Regions from separate parts of the Rattus norvegicus genome. Here region 2 is linked to region 1. Evidence: chromatin contacts called from public Hi-C data. All regions are on one chromosome and are shown on one strand. The core of a region is the stretch at or near the end of the contact, and the rest is flanking DNA. Distances in the headings are between cores, read along the strand shown. Region 1 holds the start of Slc25a51 (solute carrier family 25, member 51). Region 2 has its middle 80 kb from the start of Shb.

The links. Hi-C and Micro-C count contacts between places; a contact is called where the count stands out from the background.
Region 2: a Hi-C map of kidney shows a contact between it and region 1, with 5 times the contacts expected there. The contact joins the enhancer-like site here to the promoter of Slc25a51 in region 1. A contact is called at or near these places in 11 of 12 Hi-C or Micro-C datasets (the Rat2 cell line, Schwann cells, frontal cortex and 6 more).

What each region holds. Positions count from the first base shown.
Region 1 is chr5:64,457,312-64,461,248 of GRCr8, reverse strand. Slc25a51 (solute carrier family 25, member 51) reads left to right here and starts at 2,245. Exons shown (of 3, transcript NM_001024785.3): 1 at 2,245-2,302.
Region 2 is chr5:64,659,145-64,663,081 of GRCr8, reverse strand. No RefSeq gene overlaps it. Among named protein-coding and RNA genes, the nearest start is that of Shb, 80 kb to the right of the region's middle. Within about 2 kb of position 1,736, at least 35 of the 93 cell types and tissues checked have an H3K27ac peak or open chromatin away from gene starts, as enhancers often do. A contact at or near this core is called in Schwann cells, hepatocytes, kidney and 2 more, where this site is marked.

The sequences.
Region 1 (3,937 bases), core at 996-3,495:
GACAAGGTTTATGGAATACAAGGATTTGCAAGATGTGAGCGACTGCTCAGCGCTGCACCTCAGGAGGTTATCGAGGGAGAAAGTCTCAGCAAGGCAGAGGAGCCAGACTGTGGGCCCTCCTGTGTGCCCAGTTAAGAAATGGGTTGCCTGGGAAGGCCCCGGCTGAGCAATGACGTGAATATACCTGGGTGAGAGGACGCTGTCTCAGGTCCGAAGAATAGTTTTAGGATCCAAACGAAAGACGGAAGGATAATGAATGGGGCTGGAAATGTAACGATAACCTGATGATGAATTCTAGATTTAAAAACAGGTGGTTCTCATCTCCACAGATACTCGAGAACAGTGACTAAAGTCCCCAGAAGCCTCTGACAAGAAACTGGAGGTCTGCGCTGTGGCCTGTAGCAGGAACGTGCTGGCTCCGCTTCAGACACGAGTGTTCTGGTGATGAGGGATTGGCACTCTTCTGAGTCAGTTACACCCTGCCTGCATGTTTAATTTCAAGTTTTCCCTTCTCTTTATATAACCTTTCCATTCTAGTCTGGAATTAATTATTTATGCTGATGAACACACTGGATACCCGCCTGGTTTCTTTGCTTTTTGAATAATACATTGGAATAGAAATTCACAGAAGCCAAGGCAAACATAATTTTGAGGTAAATGCCCTTTCTCCAATTGTTGCCCGATTTGTTCTAAACCATAATGTGGCCTTGTCATCATTCTGTGATCCAAAAAAACTGTCCCTTTGTGCCTGTGACTGGGGAGGTTCACACTAACAGGCCCACTCTCTGACATTTACTGTCTTATCCCCTCCCACTGCTGAGGTGACTTCCGTTACTGGCCCAAATTCCATCCGCTCATCCTGAGGTCCAGTTCAAACACCTCTTACCTATGAATCTGCCCCTGGTTCCTTCCTAAGGGGGAAAGCCTCTCCTACTCCCACATTTGTAGGCTTGAGTCCATCAGACTCTGAACTCCCTCGGAGGTACCTCCTCAAGGGGCCACGACTGTGTGTGTGGCAGAGGACACTATCATTGTGGCCCAACACAAAATCATGAACCTATTTTAAAAATTGAGGGTTGGGTGCTGGAGAGGCTGCTTGGTCACTCGGTTGTTAAGAACATATACTGCTCTTGTAGAGGACTTGAGTCTGACACCCACATGGGATGGTTCACAGCCTTTAGTAATTCGAGGATCAAGGAGCCTGAAGCCCTATTTCTGGTCTCTCTGGGTACTTATACACATGCGCTAACAGTAGAGTAAATCTTTTTTTTTTTTTTGGTTCTTTTTTTCGGAGCTGGGGACCGAACCCAGGGCCTTGCGCTTCCTAGGCAAGCACTCTACCACTGAGCTAAATCCCCAACCCCTATTTTCTTTTAAAAATGAATGTTTTGTAAATTTTTTCCTCTTAGGAACTTGATTAAATGAATCTCTAGATAAACTTCCTTTAAGGATGCTTTGCAACACCAAGATTGACTCTCCTGTTTGCTGACCTAGGAGGGGAAGCGTGGTTTCCGACACGGTTAGAAGCCTGTAAACACTGAGCAGGCTGGGTCACCCACCTAGAGAAGGTATGGGATGTTAGGTTAATCCCAGTTCTAAATAGCATACACTTCGTGCACATCCGGGAGTCTGCTGAAGAGCCTGCTCACCTTGTCCCTTCTGTCCACTGACATGTGTCGCCTGTGGTTCTGCAAATCAGAACCATTGTTCGAATGTCACAACACCGGGGAACCCATGCACGGAAAAGAGGAATAACTTGCCAAAAGTCACTCAAGGGATGACACGGCTATAATTGTGACCTGGCCTAGTGCTTCTTCCAAGACCCCCCAAACTGTGTGAGCATCTAAGGAAAAAGAGGCTAGCTGTATGACCGCATGTGCACACAGGTGTCCTGTGAAGTGCGGTGACAAAGAGCTCTCCACCAAGCTTTGAGAACACCTAATCAGAAGCTTTCGCGCCTTCACGCACGCGCCATCTATAGCCTTAGATCTCACTACAAGCTAGAGGACGCGTTTGCTGTTTTATGGTACAATAAAGCCACCGTATAACCTCAGCTTAAGGACGGGGTGGGGGGGACCAGCGGCACCCTTAGAGCATGGCAAAAGGTGTGACAAGAGTCACTAGCAGATCCGACGCTGTACAGGGAAGCCACAACGATACCCACACCCAGAGCAGGGCGGTGCCCTGTTCACGTGATCCGACAACGCCCCGCCCCGGCCCTGCTTGGGTCGAACCTGTCTGCGCTTGCGCGGGCGCGGGCTCGCTCGCCGGCCGTCCTGCGGGCGGGCGCCGGGGGCCATGGGTGAGTCCTGTGTCGGGTAGGGAACGGCGGCCCGTGTGCTCCAGCTTCTGGCCATAGAGAAGAGAGGCTTAGAGCAGGGTCGTGGGCTGGCGAGTTCCAGGTCCTGCGCTCGCATTACGTCTGGGCCCGGCGGCTGCGGCCGGGTTCCGGCCCAGGGGCCTGTGGTGCTGCGGCGCGCTCCGGCAGGGAGGCGCCCACAGCTCGGAATCTGCAGGCCCAGGGGATCGCCGTGGCTCGTGGTTCCCTTTGTCTGCGCCCCGCGGGATCGCGGTGGTCCGTGGTACCTCGTGGTGCTGGCGATTCCGCCCAGGGCCTCTCGGACCTCAGGGAGTGGGCAGATGGAAGCCTGGAGAATGCTCGTTTTGAGACACCATGTTTCATCGCGCAGTAAACAGTCTAAGCCGGGCGGGTGGGCGGGCGTCAATTGTTCCATTCTGTGCGGATTGTTGTATCTAGCTTAGGTAGAGGGTGTCAGCACCTCAGCCATGTTTACGACTTTTAGCTTAACCTTTGTTTTGGCCCTTACAGTCTGCCCAGCTGGTCCTAGTGCCCACCTTCTGTTTTGTTTTTACCTGTAGTCTGTTGAACAGAAGAATGAACTGTATGTGGAGTGATCATACCAAAATGGACCTCTGGCGTCTTTGCTTTGAAAGTATTTGAAGACTTAGGTCCAGGGCACATGAGAAACAAATCAGAGTCACCGTTAGTGTTTCTCCTTATGGCGACAAGACACTTCTGACAAGAATTGACTCTAGTCACCCTTGTCAGGTAGAAGGGAGCCAAGCTAGTGGATTTTCATCACAGGTGTAGCTTTATATTTGCAGTGGTAAAGTCACGCTGTAACTAGCACTTGAATCCTGCCTAACCCTGTTTTTGAATGCTGACTCAGACCTGCTGACTAGTGGGAATTCACATCTTTTGAGAATTACAGTTACCCTTTGCCCTGTTTTTGGACAAAGACCTTTGTACTAAGGTCATATCTGGCTTTTGCATATCCCTGTGGGCCGAAAGTTACATGGAATATTTAGAATTTACACTGTTTCTTACATCACAGAAGTTTGACCCTTGTTGGATCCAAGTGGATTTTGCTCCCTTGTGATAGGTTTGGTGGCTTATAGCAAACTAGTGCAGTCATGGTAAATGCATTTATAGTAAATTGCAAAGGAGAAATTTAAATAGAAACCAGTTCATCGGAGTTTAGTCAGTGATGAGAGTGTAGTAGCCAAAAACATGCCATGTTTTAAAATTTAAAAAAAAAAATTATGCCAAGGTGCTTGAATGGAGGTCAGAGGGCAACTTTCCAGATTTTTTCCGTCCACCTCCGGAGTAAGTTTGAGCTGATTGGCGGTAAACTCCTTACTTGATGAGCCATCTTGCCCACTCCCATATTCCAGACTCTTATCAGAACACTGCACACTGTCTTTCCTTCTTGCTGCTGCCTTAAGAAACTTGTTACAGGCTGCAGAGATGGCTCAGCTGTTAGAGGCTAGGCTCAAAACCAAAAAAAAAAAAAAAAAAAAGAGAGAGAGAGAGAGAGAGAGAAGCTAGTCACACCACTCTGGTGGGTGGAGTGCAGCTGACAGGAATGTTTTTAAGTCTGAAATCTGGGAGGTTTGCAAAACATTCCTTTTTTTT
Region 2 (3,937 bases), core at 487-2,986, 200 kb before region 1:
GCCAGCTGAGGTGTGCAGGCTGCACCCTAGAAGAGGCAGGTGGTTCAGACATGGTCCCTGGGCACAAAGATTTCACGAGCAGGTAGGCAAGGTAAACCACAGGGGCAGTCATAGCCCACAGACACTCTGAACTTCCGAATGCAGGAGAAGGGAGACAGACTGACAGATAACAGCTTCCAAGCACATGGGGGACCAAACCTCGATGTCGCAGGTACAGAAACTGAGCATCGAGGGAAAGGGGTCATGTCTATAGCACCAATCGGTGGGTAGCAAAGCCAGGACTGGGGACCAGAACTCCCTTTCACCCTCTTCATACTCATCCCTTTTCAGTTTGAAGGGCAGAACCCATGATAACTTCATGAGCACCTACTCTCTCTGGCACTTGCTCGGATTTGGATGGCAGCAGATGAAGTGATTTGATGACCTCATTCACAAGGCTCCCAGTGACAGTCACCTCCGTTCTGGATCAGCCATGACTGTGATAGTCAGCTCAGTCTAGGACCTGGAGTTACAGAGAGGCACATGGCATGGGTCCCCCAGAGGGTCAGAATCATGGCTTGCCTCTCCATTATGGGGTCTCCCTCCGGGGGCTTGTGGATACCTTGCTGGGTCCCAGATTCGGGGACACACAGGAAGCCACATGTCAATAGTAGACAATACTTCAACTTCCCGTACCAGGTAGGGATCTTGGTCTTTCCAGCACATGGAGGCTTTAGGTGAATACAGGAGTATTTGTGGACCACAGCCTAGCACCCAAGCTCAGTCTTCTCCTCTGTAAAATGGCAGTTTGGGTTGTAAGGACCAAGCGGAAGATCAGGACCAGGTTCTGAGTGTGCTGTTCACACACCCTAGGAGCTCGGCACCGGCGTCAGCTGACGGCTGTCTACAGTGACCACAGTGGAGGGACTTTCTAGAGTAGACCGAGGCCACAGGTCCCAGACAGGATGCAAAGGGCCTGAGAGCCACAAGGGCTAGGGTTGGGGGATGCTCACTGGTCAAGGTTGAATCAGACAGGCCCGTGAGTAGAACAGACAGAGCCTGGGGCAACTCAGGCAGCATGGGAGCAGACAGCGGAGAATATAAATGACGGATGTCATAAAAAACAAAGCAGCCGGTGGATGGTGTCAGCTTTAGTGAGGTAAGTCAGCAAGGCCCTGCGGCACTGCAACCCATGTATTTAAACATATTGCTCAGGCTGTCCCCAGCATCCAGTGCGAAGCGTAAGACCATCATTTTGTTTGGATGATTGCTCAGGCGGAGGTCTGACCCTGGCTCTGCTCACTTGGTTTTATTTGTTTCTGCTAGATTTTTTTTTTTTTTTTTTGTCATCGTCGTTTATTTGCTCTGACACAGGGTCTTGCCATGTAGCCCAGGCTAACCTCAAATGTGTGGTCTATCTATCTGCTTTCCTCTCTTTTCTTGTGGATTAACCTCAGGGCCTCACAGGCCTGAGGCTAGTGCGCCCCACTGAGCCTCCCCTCCAGCCCTTCAGTCATTTTACATAATGAGCTTCTACATGGATTCTCTTTTTAATCACAAAACTTCTTAACTAAAATCCAAACCCAATGAGCTGGGAAAACTGAGGTCAATAAAGGCAGAGGCACTTGGTCAAGGCGCAGAGTTAGGCAGCCATCCCAGATCCAGGCGTCCCCTCCTCTGCCCTGTTAGGTCATCGTCCAGGATACCGAGGCTGTGGCCAAGAGCTGGGGCGGAGCTGGGCAGGGCCTGGGGCCTAGTGCCAAAGGGTAGGACAGCCAGGCTTCGCTCAGCGCTCCCACTGCTGGGAACAGAGCGCAGCCTGTCAGGCGGTGCCTCAGATTTACACACCAAGACATTCATCATTGTGCGATTTGTAATATTGAAAAGTTGGAAATGACCCAGCAACAGACTCATAAATTATGCCACAGGCTTTCTGTGGACTGCGGAGCCATCCAAGTTCATGTCTCTGGAGACTATTCAACACACACACATGCACACTCACACACACGCACACACACTCACACACGCACACATGCACACTCACACACGCACACTCACACACACACGCACACACTCATATGCACACACTCACACACACACTCACACACACACTCACACGCACACACACATACACACACACATGCACACACACACACATGCACACACGCGCATACACATGCTATGGGAAAAGCTGACCCCGATTTTAAAATAGTTACTATGGGGAGGCTTGGGGCAGTGCAATAGGCAGTCACTGTTGTCCTGCATGAGGGTCTGCCTCCTCCTGGGTTTGTTATTTTTCTGTTATCGTTATTGCTGTTTATAATAAGCAAACATGATTTACAATAAACATAAATCCATGAGTGTAACAGAATTTAAGATTCCCTGCTCAGGCCAAAGGTCCCAGCCACACCAAGCCCTTTGTTTTTTAGATCCTCACACAGTGTCTTCTTTCTCGCCCTTGTGTTTCCTGACCCCCGGGAATGTCACAGCTTAACACAAATGCAGCTTTTAATCCCTCTCACGACTCAGTCACCACGTTCTAATAGGCTTATTCTTAATTGCTGAGACGACAGTAAAGATTCTGAAGATATCCTAATACATCCTTGCATTTAGGAAAATGAAGTTCAAAACGGCGAGGGAGCCAGAGCCCCAGAAGATACTATTTGTGTTCTCACACTCTCTAGCTGCAAGCAATGTGTGGGATCTTCTTCCGGAAGAGACCTACCCTTCTCTTCCCTTCCCACCAGACTCATCAGTGGCACTAATAATCCCAGGCAACCCACTGTGCGTATGTGTGTGTGTGTGTGTGTGTGTGTGTGTGTGTGTGTGTGTGTGTGTTTTACCTGTATGTATGTATGTATGTATGTATGTATGTATGTATGTATTCATGCATGCATGTGCACCATATGTGTACTTGGTACTAACACAGGTCAGAAGAGGGCATCAGATCCCCTGAGACAGTTATGAGCTGCCAAGTGGATACTGGGAATTGAACCTGGGTCCTCTGAAAGAGCAGCCAATGCTCTTAACCACTAAGCTATGTTGGTATTCTGTCTAAGCTCCACCCCCACAGTTACCTGGCAACGGCCAAGTATGCTCTGCCCCACAGTTACCTGGCAACAGCCAAGTATGCCTGACTCACTATAAAAGGGGCTCCTTGCCCCCTCCTCATTTTCTTCTCTTCTCTTCTCTCTCTTCTCTTCTCTTCTCTCTCTTCTCTTCTCTTCTCTCTCTTCTCTTCTCTCTCTTCTCTTCTCTTTTCTCTTCTCTTCTCTCTCTTCTCTTCTCTTCTCTTCTCTTTTCTCTTCTCTTCTCTCTCTTCTCTTCTCTTTCCTCTTGTTCTCTTGCTCTTGCTCCTTGCTCTTGCCCTCTTGCCCTCTTCCCCTTTGTCCCCATTCCCCTCCCTTCTTCCCTCCACATGCGCATGGCCGGCCTTTACTCCTCTCCTCTTCTACTCTTCTTCTCTCATTAAACCTTTCCATGTGAAACAGTGTTGGCCCTTTGTGTTTTGTCTGGACACAAGCCGAGATTTCTACCCCAACGAGCCATCTCTTCAACCCCAAACACTGTGGGACTTTGAAAAGAGTCACTGGTCTCTCTAGGCTCCAGCTTTCCCTTCCATAAAGACATTCCCAACTCTTTATTCATAGCATCCCAGTTCCCTATGGTAGCTAGCTTCTTAATCTGTTCCCTGTTACCAACAACAGAAAACCGCAGGGTGGGTAAACTTAAGTTTTAAAGAAAGGGAGTTCATTTTGTTTTAGCCTGTGGCTCATGGCTCGAGGTATCTGCTGACAGCCCTCTAGCTGGTAACGTTCCAAGGTGGCCCAGGGTACCACATAGTGAGAAGAAAGATGCTCCTGAGAGACCCGGCCAACAGATTTGTACTGAAGATCTGTTTTGGAGATAATGAGGGCCTGCTAATCCATAAATCCATTAGTCACACACATGGGGGGAT